2 separate regions of the Arachis hypogaea genome follow, and region 2 is linked to region 1. Evidence: chromatin contacts called from public Hi-C data. All regions are on one chromosome and are shown on one strand. The core of a region is the stretch at or near the end of the contact, and the rest is flanking DNA. Distances in the headings are between cores, read along the strand shown.

Region 1 (6,587 bases), core at 1,479-3,978:
TCGCTGTTGCTACTTTAGAGATATTATGTAATTGCCAATAGAATATTGCATCAATGTAGTTTGTGCCTAAAGGCTGAACACTTCAACTCTATAGGACATGCGAATTTTTTCTTTTCAGCTGTTATAATTCAAGTCATATGGTAGAAACCCTTTTTCTTTTCCTTTGTTTATAATCTAGTTACTTCATTCCAGGTACCAAGAGTCGAACAATGGGAACTTTCCATCTCTTAATCTTACCCACAAAGAAGTTGGCGGCTCCTTTTACACAGTACGAGAGATAGTCCGGGATATAATTCAAGAAAATAGAGTGTTAGGTCCTGCTAAGTTCGCTTTACAGGAGCTAACTTCAGATCATTTTTATGAACTCAATCCATTGGGTTCAATTGCCACAGATCCTCAATCTGTTTTGGCTGCATCTTCAAGTAAAGTTCATCTTGAAGAAAGCAACATTATAGATACAACTGACAAGAAGCTTTGTGCTTCTGATGAGTATCATACTAGAGCTGAGCATCGGGAGGTTGACAATGGGCAAGTCATTAATGTTAGCCAGGTAGACATCATAAACAAGGAAACCATTGAATCTACTGTTGTATCTGATGGTTCTCATGGTGGATTTGAGCATCAAGTGGTTGATAAAAACCATATTACAGAAGGTAGTCAGGTAGATGAGGCTGACAATGGAGTTGGTGAATCTACTGTTGTTTCTGGCGAGCCTTATGATGGAGCTGAGCATCAGATTGTTGACAAGGAGAAAGTTATAAATGGTAGCCAGGTGGATATGACAAAGAAGGGATTCAGTGAATCTTCGATTCCTGAGGTGCTGGTAAAAGTAAACCCTGTGACAGAAGACTTGACAGTAGAGACATTTCCAATAAAGCCTGTTGCTAGTACTAATGATGGAATAGAAGTTCTTGGAGAGTTGAGAGACTCGAGTAATTCACCAGAGAATAATATAGAAGTGTTGGAATTGGAAGGACACCAGGAGGGGTCTGAATTAAATGGTATAGAGACCCCAAAGACTACTAGTTTAGTGGATGAAAAAATTGAGGATGGTGTTAAAAATCATTTATTAAACAACACTGTTCAAGATGAAGTGAAAAGTTTAGGAGGGACATTGGTGGAAAGCACAGAGCAGTCAACCCACCAAGAAACATTTAGTCGTGAATCAGAAGTTTGCACTGAACCTCAAGTTCAAGTATCGCACCATAATACTACCTCTGAAGCCATTAACCAAAACCAGCTGGTGGATGGAGCTAAGGTAAGTTTATCCATTGATATTTTGTACATTAAGTTTGACAGGACATATTTGTGGAAAAGAGTCGAGGTGCAATATCCTCTCTCAAAATTTGACATATACTCGTAACATACTAGTTATTTTCAGGTCTGAGATCACGGTTTTTCTAACAATGGAAAAAGTAATCCACACAAAAAGAGTAACTTCACAATGGATTGAATTGTTGATATGGGATAATTTATCCCTTACAAAGTTGTAGGCCACAGTAAAATCAGACCATGAATCAGAATCGAAATTCTTCAGTTATCTAACTAGGAATATTTTTTCTTCAGCCTTAACTAATGCAATAACAGGTTTGCATATTCTATTTGTAAAGATTAAGCTACTTGGATCTTATAAATGGAACGATTTATGAAACAATTGTTATTATTAACTACATTTTTTAGTTATGAGAGAAGAAATTATCTTGTAGCCAGTAACAGCTAAAAGTATCTTTTAACAGGCAAGCATTCAAGATGATACCCAAGCCAAAAGCATGACTGGTACTTGTTATGAGAAATCTCAACTATCAGAGGAAGGTTTGCAGAAAGTTAACAAACTCAAAGTTGATGGGGAAATTGCTGGCAATTCCCAGGGAAGAAGCAACACTACTTTAGATAGGATCAACCTGTAAGTAAATTTGATGATTTCATCTAAATTGTTTGCAGATTGCAGATACCTTTTAATTAATTTGGGTTTCATGCAACAGCTAAGTCTTCCTTGTTTTAACTGCAGAGAATCATGGGACGGAACACCTAAGAATTCTGCAAAGCAAGAAACCAACCCTCTTGTAGCCATCTTTAAAGCTATTGTTGATGCTTTTGTGAAACTTTGGTCGGAATGAAGATTTTACCACCAGTTTGTCTTTTCTTTTTCATTGTTTCTTGAGCTTTGGTAATTTTGGAGAGTGATGTTTTGTAGCTGTTAGAGAGTGATGTTTTGTTTGGTAGAATCCGCACGAATGAAATGACATGTCCTCTTGACGAAGTTAATCTCCTTTTCAATTTACTCCTTTTCAACTTAACCAATCAAATGCACCACGATGTTTCATGGTTGAAATTAGCAGTTATAACAAAGGTGAGTTGTAGACAAGTTTATTATTTCTCCGGTACTTTCAAGTTTTCTTGTCTATATTTTCTTGATATTATAGACAAGTTAATCACTTCTCTTATAAGCAAAAAATAATATTTTCTTACAAGGTGGTTGTTACTACAAAATAATATTTTTATATTTCATAATAAAATATGATCCTAAATTAATAAAAAAATAACATGTAAAATATTACTTTTGAGTTGGTCAAACTTAAACTAGAATATTATTATTTCATGTGAAAATATATACCTCTCACGATTTGTTGTGATTTGTACTCACTAATAAATAATTATTCGCACGAAGATATTTTTATTTGAATATAGTAAAGACTATATTAACAATTAGTTCCTTGGTGTAATTTTAATTTTAACAATTTTGGACAATTTTCTAAAATAAAGTTGTTGCCATTTTAATATTTCATTTTGAATTACATGCGTCTACTAACGAAGTTGAGATAGGAAATACGTGAGAGACTAATTTACGTTTCTTACGAAGAGAGTAGAGACTAGAGAGATTGGAAGAGAAAGTGATAAGCTGGAGAACTGAAATTAAAAAAAGTGGAAAATAATAATCTTCCGATTCCGATATGACGGAGGCGGAGCACATCCCGGAAGAAATAGTAGCCAACATCCTCCGCCGGCTGCCGCCCAAATCCCTAATCAGATGCACCGCCGTCTCTAAATCATGGCGGGATCTCATCTTAACACCTTCCTTCATCTCCCTTCACCTCCGCCACTCCCCTCCCCTCCTCCTCCTCCAGCTCTGCAATGAGCGCTCCCACCCCAGCCCCTCTCCCTGCGCCGTCCGCTACTCCCTCCGCCACGACGATCCCTTCCTCTCCGACTCCGGCTCCACCCTCCTCCTCCCTCCTACCGCCCTCTACCGCGAATTCTCTGTCGTCGGACTCTGCCATGGCCTTGTCTGCATCACCGCCGGCCACCACTGCCACTCCCTTGTCATCTGCAACCCTTCTCTCCGCCGCTACGTCAGCCTCCCCCGACCCCGCCACTACCGTTCTCTCTACACTGCCACTGTTGCCTTCGCCTTTGATCCTCTCCATCAAGATTACAAGGTTGTCAGGCTCTCTTGCATGGTCGATGATGAAAGGTGTCGAATCAAAAACAACTTTTTAACTTTTAATCTCTCTATGGATACTAGTTTACTTCGTACTATGATTATTTTTTGAATTATATTTAAATTATATTTTGATTATCAAAATAAAATACAAGTGGGTAGAAATTAATCCCTAATTTTATTGTATGGTAGTTAAAAGGATAACTCATTAGGAATTTAATTTTGCTGTTATTGTAGAGCGGTTTACACGTGCATCCAATTACCTAACATTATTTCACCTTAAATGCCCAAAAGAATACAAAATATTTTACAGTGTTCAATACATTAAAATTAAACTCAACTTATTAGATACTAATCCTTAGTGTCATAATTTACGTTTTCCATCGATAGATATCATTTGTTGATGAAACATTATGCATCAAAGATATTCAAATGCTGTTATCCTTGCTTTGATGAAGGTATGGTTTCAGTGCACCCACTGTTGAGGTTTACTCTCTTGCAACTGGGTTTTGGAGAACTTTGAGTGGTTCTACTCCTGTTTGTAGTTTAGCTTGTGTGGGTAAGGATGCTCCGCATGGCTTTGTCAACAAGATTGTGCATTGGGGTGCACAACGCCGGGAGGGTGATTACGGATGGTACCATTTTGTGCTGTCGTTTGACTTTGTTCATGAGGTGTTTGGTGAGGTGTTGCTTCCGGAGAGCTTGGCTTATGCGCCCGAGGACAGTGTCACAGTAATTGGGGGTAGGGAGGAGCTTAGTGTGTTCTCCGTTGGTGGGGGATTTCCCTCCTGTTGTGAGATTTGGGTGATGAAGGAGTATGGTGTTGTGGAGTCTTGGAACAAGGTCTTTAGTTTCACGTTGAGGGGGTTTAGTTTGGAGGTGCCAGCGTGGGGGATATCGGTGGCTAATGTGACTAGTCCACCAGTGGCATTGTGCATCAGGAAGAGTGGAGAGGTGTTGCTGCTTATGGATGAGACAGGAAAGGGAAACCTGTACTCGCTGGATATCGAGAGGAAAAGATTTACAGAGCTCGGAATTGGAGGGGAGGGATACACATGGTATCTATATTCTGGTTATTATGCAGAGAGCTTGGTTTTGCTGAACAATGTAAGTGGTTTGGTGTCTTACTGAAGAGGTAATTATTCCTTTATACTTCTGCAACACATGCAGTAGGATACTAAATTTCGTATATTTATTATCTGTTGTACATTTTGTTAGAATGATAGTTGTTAGTTGTATGGGTAATGTAAACAAAGTGGTGTATCTGTCTATTTGTTGCATGTAATAATATTGTTCACTACTAGAAAGCTCCAAGTAGTCTTCTCCTATTAGAGTAGATATGTTATGCTCGCTTTAAATTTGTGTAAAAAAGAATTGGAGCTTGTATGGTGCTAAAACTTTATCCACTATTTTGGGATGTAACCTCAACTTGATTCATATTGCTGTCGAATGTTGGCTTCCTTAGAAAATGGGGGACAGAAACAAAAGACAACTTTTAACCTCACAAGTCACAGGTGTGCCGTGTGCTGCAGACCACAGAAAGTGAGCTGCACTTTGGGCTTCAAATTTCAGTATCTGAGTAAAAAACCATAATCAATGGAGGGAGCGTGGGTTTTTGTTTTGGTGGGAGTGGTCTTTTTCTACTCTTGGGAACTTATTGAATTAGTTGGTCATGGGTTTAATGGCCCAATTGAGTAGAGACCGAATCCAAGTCCAAGAACAGAAGATGTATTTATTTGGGTAAAATATACTTCTTTTTTCCCTTTCTATGGTGAAGTATATGAAAAATAAAAAATATTTAAAATTTAATTTGATTTAATTTTGCCTTTTAATTTACAAATTTTTCTTTTTCTTTTTTTTTTTTACAATTTTATCTATTACTTGGTCATCATCAACACCATCCCACCATTGTCTCTCTATTGTCATCTACCATCACCCATGTTCCACTACCACTAGTTCACGATGTTGATGATGATGGCTGAGGGGTGGAGTAGGGGAAGGATTGTGGGGACGACGGTGATAATAATGGGAAGGATAGAAAGTATTGATAAGAGGCAAAATAATAATAAAAAAGTTATTAATCTTTGATTAACAAAAAAATTAACTATAAAAGAAAAATTGATATTTATTTTCAATTTTAAAAATAAAATTAAACAAAATTAAATGTTGAAAATAATTCTGTTTCTAAAAAGACCCAAAGTATTTGAGGCCCAAACGTACGCTACAGGTAAGAAAGGCCAACTTGATTTCAACGGACCTGGCCTAACAAACTGGACAACTTAATGGTTCGAACAGGGTCCAATCTTGATTCAGTAGAGAAATCTCTGATTTGTGACTCAAATGATGTAATTGCTGTTGGTTCTCTTCTTTGGGTTTCTGAGCCCACTCTCTCTGACAAAAAAAAAAAGGACAATCTTTTAAGAATTTTTAATTCAGTTTTTTATCCACACTTTACTAAAATACCTACTGACTTTAGTATCAGAGTTCCCTTCAGGTATTCCAACTGCAGTTCAAAGGTTTACGAAAGAGTAATTCCCTGATTAGTGAAGCACCACTCTTTGATTCATTTTCTTATCTTAATGAAGCTGTGGACATGGGAAGCAAACTAGCAAAGTATGCCATTTTTTGCGGTGACAATGATTCATGAGTCAGTCACATTCACATTAGAAACTACTATACTATATACTAAATACTATTATTGATCAAACCCTCTTATCATATTTTGTTTTGTAAATCTTAAACTTAATCATTTGTGGCGTCCTCAATTCCCTCATCATTAGATTCCCATGTCCTTGTGATGAATGATGAGGCATATATTGGAGATGGGCTTCTCACATATTAATCAAAGATGGACCCATCTTTTTAGGTTGATTCTGAGCCCGTCTCCCACGGCCCCTCTCACTCGCACCCTCCCCTCCTTTCTTTATATGCACTCATTCACTTCATCATTCTTCACACCCACTCTTTAGGGGTTTAAACAACAAACAAAGCAAATCAACTCACCTTCAACAACAAGTGGTTAACTCACTCGTCCACTTAGACAGTTTGAATTTTGCTTGCAACAACCCATTGTAGATTTGGTTATTTCTATGAAGTACAAATACTTCGTTGAATTGCCGTATCCGCGTGTCGAACACATTTCGGACAC
Region 2 (6,228 bases), core at 529-3,028, 310 kb before region 1:
TATACACAGACAAGAAAGGACACCAATTTATAAAATGTAGAAATGAGAAACAAAATACAAGAAGAAATATCCTTAAATAAATTAGCATAAGCATTGATAGAGTCACACCTCATATATAAATAAACCACATAATGCTGTATCATCCAGCAAGTGCTAATCACTATATCCAGATCGAATTATCCATTATGTCTGGCTTTTAATTACAAGCCATGATATGGATTTGGATTGAGAATATTCAAATTTTATTATCAAAACTAATGAGGCTTGATGTAAAACACAAGAAATATTTGCATATTTAATCTGTTATTGAAATATTCATAGCCAACTAAGACAATAAACCTGTCATGACAATTGGAAAGTAAAAAAGAAAATAAATCAGTTTAACAATCTGTTACTGCACCTATATCAGAAGGTATTAAATTGCCTAAAATGCTCAAACGATGAGTAAATCATAATTTACCAAAGTAGTTTCTTGTATCTGAGTGGGAAATAGTTAATTCTATTTTGATGATGTTTTGTTTGGTATGTAATAATTGTAGGTGGTCAGTGATAGCAGGGCATTTACCAGGAAGAACAGACAATGAGATAAAGAACTATTGGAACTCTCAATCTCAGGAGGAAAATTTATTGCTTCATGAAATCTTTGAATGATTATTCCTCCTTCCCTCCCACCATTGACATTGCTGCATTAAAAGCTTCCAAGAGAAGAGCACCTACTCGATCTACTGCACCTAATAAGAACTTAGAGTTAAGGGACACAAAAGAGGTGATAATGCTTCAGCAACCAAGCATTCAAAAGAATAATGCTGATCATGATGAAGCTTTTAATGATGAGGAGTTGGGAGCATATGAATGGTTAGATGATGAAATTATGAAACTTAGTTACATGTTTGAGGGTGGTATGCTTGTAAACTATGGTGATAATAATAATGAAAATGATGAAGAGGAGAACAAGAGTGTTAGTGATTGGAACACTACTAGTGCTACTACACCTCCAAATTCTTCTTGTTCTTCTTCTTCTTTGAGTTCTGTATATGATTGGCATCTTTCTAGCACTTTAAATTCGGACAGGAACTCTAGCTATGTAATATTGTTTTTTTGGTATTACTTTTCTCAATTGAATTTTACTTCATTTCCTTTTCCGTTTCAATTTTACCTCTGCCATTATATTTTTTTTATATTACTGTCCCTTTCATCACTACTTATTTCAAAATCCATTTTAATTTTAGTTACCAGTTTTTTGCATAACCCATTTAATTCTGTTTGATCCCAATTATACAATTATTAATAAAATAGTAAAAATCCCAATTTTGGCTTCAATCATTCATACAGTTCATCTTTTTATGAATACCCATGTGCCCATATTGGTGATCTTCACTCAATGTGATTATTTTTGACAAAAAAAATCAAACACAACAACCAAATACAAAAGAGACGTTGGGAGTAGGTTGTGCAAAGGAAGTCGAGGAGTTGCTGAAGGCGAGGAGGAAGTCGGGGACCTGCTGCTTCTGTCTCGACGTCGACGAACGCAATGACGGCGCGAGACTGACTGCGAGGCAGTGACAAGACATGGAGCGGCGACGACGTCTAGGTCAGGGAGCTGCTGCCACTGCCGCCAGTGACGAAGAGGGCAAGGAAGGCACGCGAGATCGGAGACAGGAAGAGACCGACGATGAGCTTGTCGGAGACAGTGAGAGAGACCAATGCTGATAGAAGGAGAAAACTTGGGCAAGCGTAATGAGATACGAAAAATGAGAGAGAGTGACACATCAGTAACTTAAAAAAAAGTTGTTTTGCCAATCTTTATACGAGTCTTCCTCTTTTTTTTTAAGGCTGCAGATTGGAATCTTTTTATTTTTGGTAAAAAAAATGTTTAGATTTTTTATGTTGATAATGAAAAAAAAATTCTATTTTTTGTGTTTAATATTAATCAGTTCACGTTAATAAAAAAATTATATTTTTATATTTTTTGTTGAGTATTTAATTTGTGACAATAATAATAATCAAATCTTGATATATTTAATTTTAATTATTGCATTATTATTATTTATGCTAATAATGATATTATTTACTTTTATATTTTAATTTTTTCATGTTAATAAAGAATTAAATTATATTCAGGAATTAAAATATTATTATCTGATATGCTTTATTTTTTTTTGTATTAAATATGCAATCGTAAGTAAAGTAAAATTATATTCAGAAATTAAAAAAGATAAATAATTTTTGTTAGTATTTTGTAATTTAATGATTTTGATCATTTATTTTTTATAAAAAAATTGAAGATTTCAGTAAATACAAAGTAATTAATGAATCATTAAAAGTTTAAAAGAATAGTGAATTTATGAGAAAATAAAACTAAAAAAATATATATATATATTGGATTTAAAAATAAGGATAATTTATATTAATAAATTAATTAGAGACTAAAATTGCACAGATGTCTTAAATAGAAATTGGTTTTATACATGTCCTAAACAGATCTATATAAATCGAATAGGACAAACTCGATTTTTAGGTATTTACATATAAATCTGTTCGGTAAGTCGGGTACCGGATGGTTCGGGTTGGTATCCTGGTTGGTGATGGGGCCTCGTCTGGTCGTGGGTTGCCGGTTAGACGTAGTCGAGGTCCCGAGCACTTCGCGTGGAAAGGGGGTGTCACCTGCAAAGACACTCCGACGCTCTAGTAAGTAAATATGCAGGCGAAAAAGGGGGGTAGAATGTGCGTGTCGTACCTTGGGGGAAGGGTAAAACCTTCCCCTTATATACCGTGTCAGAGGTGGGCCCTGCAAGGACAGGCCCACTTTCTTCGAGGCGTTCTCCTCACAGCTGTAGGTGAGCTGTCAGGGACGCGTATCCGAATCGGCTGCAAGGCGCCCTGCCCCTGACCGTTTGGGTCGGGTGGTGCCCGGGTCGGGCCAACCCGTAGAGGGTTTGGGCCAGGCCGCAACAGTGCCCCCACGCGCCAGTAATAGTCGTGAAAGCTATTAGTGGCGTGTTATTTCTCGTTCCGTGCGTTGTCGTCAGGTCGGCCACCCGTGGGAAGGACGTGCCCCCTACGCGCGTGTCTCTTGGTTATTGAGACGACCGTTCGTCGCTTCGTTCTTTGCGCTGAGCATTAAATGCTCATAATGAGTTGCAAAACCCTGCGCGCAAAGACCATTTTGCCCCTGGCCCTTTCGCGCTTTGTGTAGCGGTTTTTAAATAGTTTCTTCCTTCTCTCTCTCTCCCATTCTTGCTACTCTCATCTTCTTCACTCCCTGATATCCAAGACTTCGTTCGAGCCTTCCTGTGCCTCTCCTTTCCCTCCTAAGCTCCTGCAATCAATTCAGGTAACTCTCGATTTTTGCCTTCCTGTGCTTTACTGCTGTATGTTTGTTGCTTGTGTTTGTTCTGCATTTTTGCTGTTGTTGGTCTTTGATTTTGTTGGTAGATGGTGTTCTAGTGCCAGATAGATGCATTAGGGGAAGGGTACCATTCCAGGGTAGGCTTTTAGGTAGCTTGCATGATAGATATATGTAGCCATGCTTGATCTTAACTGTTGAATAGAATGGACGTAGTTCCTGGGTTTTTCCCGGATTCCCGACCTCATAGACTAACGGAGTGGTACCCCCGCTGTAGGTATGCCTCGCGTCGTTTCACGGGCTTCCACCTCTGCTGCGGGTTACGACCCCTATGCTTGGGTTGTTTCCGATTTGAAGGACTCCCTGAACCAGATGGACGAGGGGAGTTGACCGAATTCCGACAAGCCGAGTATCTCTGCAGAGGGACAGACGAGAAGGCCAACTATGACGTCTTCGTTCCTGCCCCCCATGAGCGGCTGTACGAGATCAATTTTCACTCCCCCTGGGTTGCCGACTGGATTTGGTTTTACAAAGCCATGTTCACCCAGGTGGGCGTTCGCATGCCGTTTTTCGACTTCCAGATGGCGCTTCTTAATCGGATATCCGTCTCGCCATCGCAGCTTCATCCGAACAGCTGGGCCTCTATCCATTGTTTCGAGATGGGTTGTGAATATCTCGAGCTGCCGGTATCGGTGAATGTCTTTCTTTTCTTCTTCAATCTCACTAACCCTTCCAAGGAGGGGAAAGCGAAGAAAGGGTTCCTGTCTTTCTGATCTGCCCAAGGTCGGAGGATATTTGGCTTGTTCGAGGACTCCTACCATGGGTTCAAAGACAAGTATTTCAAGGTTCGTCCCGTCAAAGGTCGTCATCCTTTTTGGTTGTCGCTAGAGGGTGAACGCCTCATCCCGACGTATTGGAGCTTCGGGGCGGGGTCTAATACTTTCATCAAGGTGACCTACAAGGTGATGTCCCCTGAAAATAAGAGGATTGCCGACGTGCTGTTCGCGGTTTTCGGAAAAAAACCACGTGAACCCACACCTCCTTATGGGTGACCGGGAGGTCGCCCGGAATTATATTTGTGAGCTATTTTGCCTTTGTGTTCTTGTGTTGCTTATCATTTAATTTGCTTTTTCCGACTTCACGAATGACGCATTTGTTTCTTTGTTGTAGTAGAGATGTCTGCTTCAGTGACAGGGCTCGAGGGTTTGGTTAAGACCTTTTTAGAGGATAGTGACGAGGAGAAGACGGACGAGAAGGTCGACGGGAAGTCTGAAGATCCTGTCGAGGAGAAGAAGGATCAGGCCGTGCCCTCTCCCCAAGATACCGCAATGAATTCGGCCGGGGTGCAGGTTTCCCCCACTCCCGAAGAGGCGGCCATTGCCGGACACTCGTCCTCTACCCGCCAAGATGACGATGATGTGGAACTTATTCATACTCCTAAGAGGCGGAGGGCATCTGCCAGCCCGGAAGGAACCTTTATCGTGATGGAGAAAAATTTTGATGCTGGGACTTTCATCGACTCCCACCTGATCCCTGGCATGGAGGAACATTTCCTTGGCATCGACCTGGCGGGGTAGGCGAGGTGGATGTATCGGACGCTGCTCCGTGGGGCCGTGATAGCTCAGAAGGCCGAGTTCAAGTTGTCGGAAATGCAGGCTCTTCGAAGAAAGCTTGAATCTTCTGGTAAGGCGAACAATGACTTCAAGGTGCAAGTCGAGCTGCTTCAGGGGCAGCTGTCCGAGGTGGGGAAAAAGCTCAAGGCTGCTGAGGAGAAAACAGAGTCTACCGAGGAGAAATTGAAGGCTTCCGATGAGACTGTGTCCCATTTAACCGAGCGGGAGATGACCCTAGAGAGCCAGCTGAGTGCCGCGCAGGGTCGGGTGGCAGCCTTGGAGAAGGAACGCGACCAGGCCGTTTCGTCGGCTAAAGCTGCTAAAGCCGAGGTCGACGAGCTTAAGAGGAAGCACAAGGCGACGAAGGAGCAAGGGAAGAATGCGATCTTCATGACCGAGGAGGCTCTGAAGGCTCAGGTGAAGATCGTGGCTCCAGACTTCGATACGTCGGCTATTGGGGTCTTCAAAACGATCCAGCACTGCAAGATTGTTGACACCGAAAATGAACTCTTGTAACTTTGGCTTTTGTATGGGTTTGTTGAATACTTTGTTGCAACTATTAACTTTATACTTTATTGGTCGCCTGGTCGGCTTATTGTTATTGCCTTTATCTTGCTTGGTAGCGTTTGTATTTTGTTACCGTCTTTTTGAGGCGAACTTATTGCTTGTGTATGTTTTGCCGTTCACGTAGGTAACTCGATTGAAACTGTTATGGTCTTATTATCACGGCCGTTCGTTATGGCTATGGTTCAGTTGGCTTCCCGGGGTGATCAATCCCGGGTTGCCGTTTACGAGCGCGATGGTGTGGGATTCGTATTGGGAGATAGTAGATTGGAGGATTCAAATAAGTAAGCATTAGTCGTTAGCTAAACAAATTTATGAACATGGTAGATATTTGATAAAAATAAACCATTGGGAATTAACAATGGGCTATATAGCTTATCAGGCCGCTTGGCCAGTGTGCCTGAGCTACGAATAAAATCTTCTCAGGTTACCTGCATTCCATGTTCTCGGGATTTCCTTGCCGTCGAGCCTTTCCAATTTGTAGGCGCCTTTGCCAAGCACCTCTTTGATTTTGTAAGGACCTTCCCAATTTGTCGCCAGCTTTCCTTCTCCTGGTGTCGGTGGCCCTATGTCGTTGCGTCGCAAGACGAGGTCGTCCTCTTCAAACTCCCTTTTGAGCACTTTGGTGTTGTAGCGCAGCGCCATTCTTTGTTTCAGTGCTACTTCCGACAAGTGAGCTATTTCCCTGGCCTCATTCACTAGGTC

What was found. Hi-C and Micro-C count contacts between places; a contact is called where the count stands out from the background.
Region 2: a contact with region 1 is called in a Hi-C map of leaf, with 3 times the contacts expected there. The contact joins the promoter of LOC112779934 here to the promoter of LOC112776494 in region 1. A contact is called at or near these places in 2 of 8 Hi-C or Micro-C datasets (both in leaf).

What each region holds. Positions count from the first base shown.
Region 1 is chr19:139,176,719-139,183,305 of arahy.Tifrunner.gnm2.J5K5, reverse strand. It overlaps LOC112776494 (putative F-box protein At1g32420), which reads left to right and starts at 2,728. Exons shown (of 2, transcript XM_025820681.2): 1 at 2,728-3,472; 2 at 3,898-4,746. The coding sequence starts at 2,952. The coding sequence ends at 4,570. LOC112776205 reads left to right here. Exons shown (of 5, transcript XM_025820260.2): 3 at 193-1,258; 4 at 1,737-1,903; 5 at 2,009-2,332. The coding sequence ends at 2,117.
Region 2 is chr19:139,489,670-139,495,897 of arahy.Tifrunner.gnm2.J5K5, reverse strand. It overlaps LOC112779934 (probable protein phosphatase 2C 1), which reads right to left and starts at 1,778. Exons shown (of 4, transcript XM_025824283.3): 1 at 1-1,778.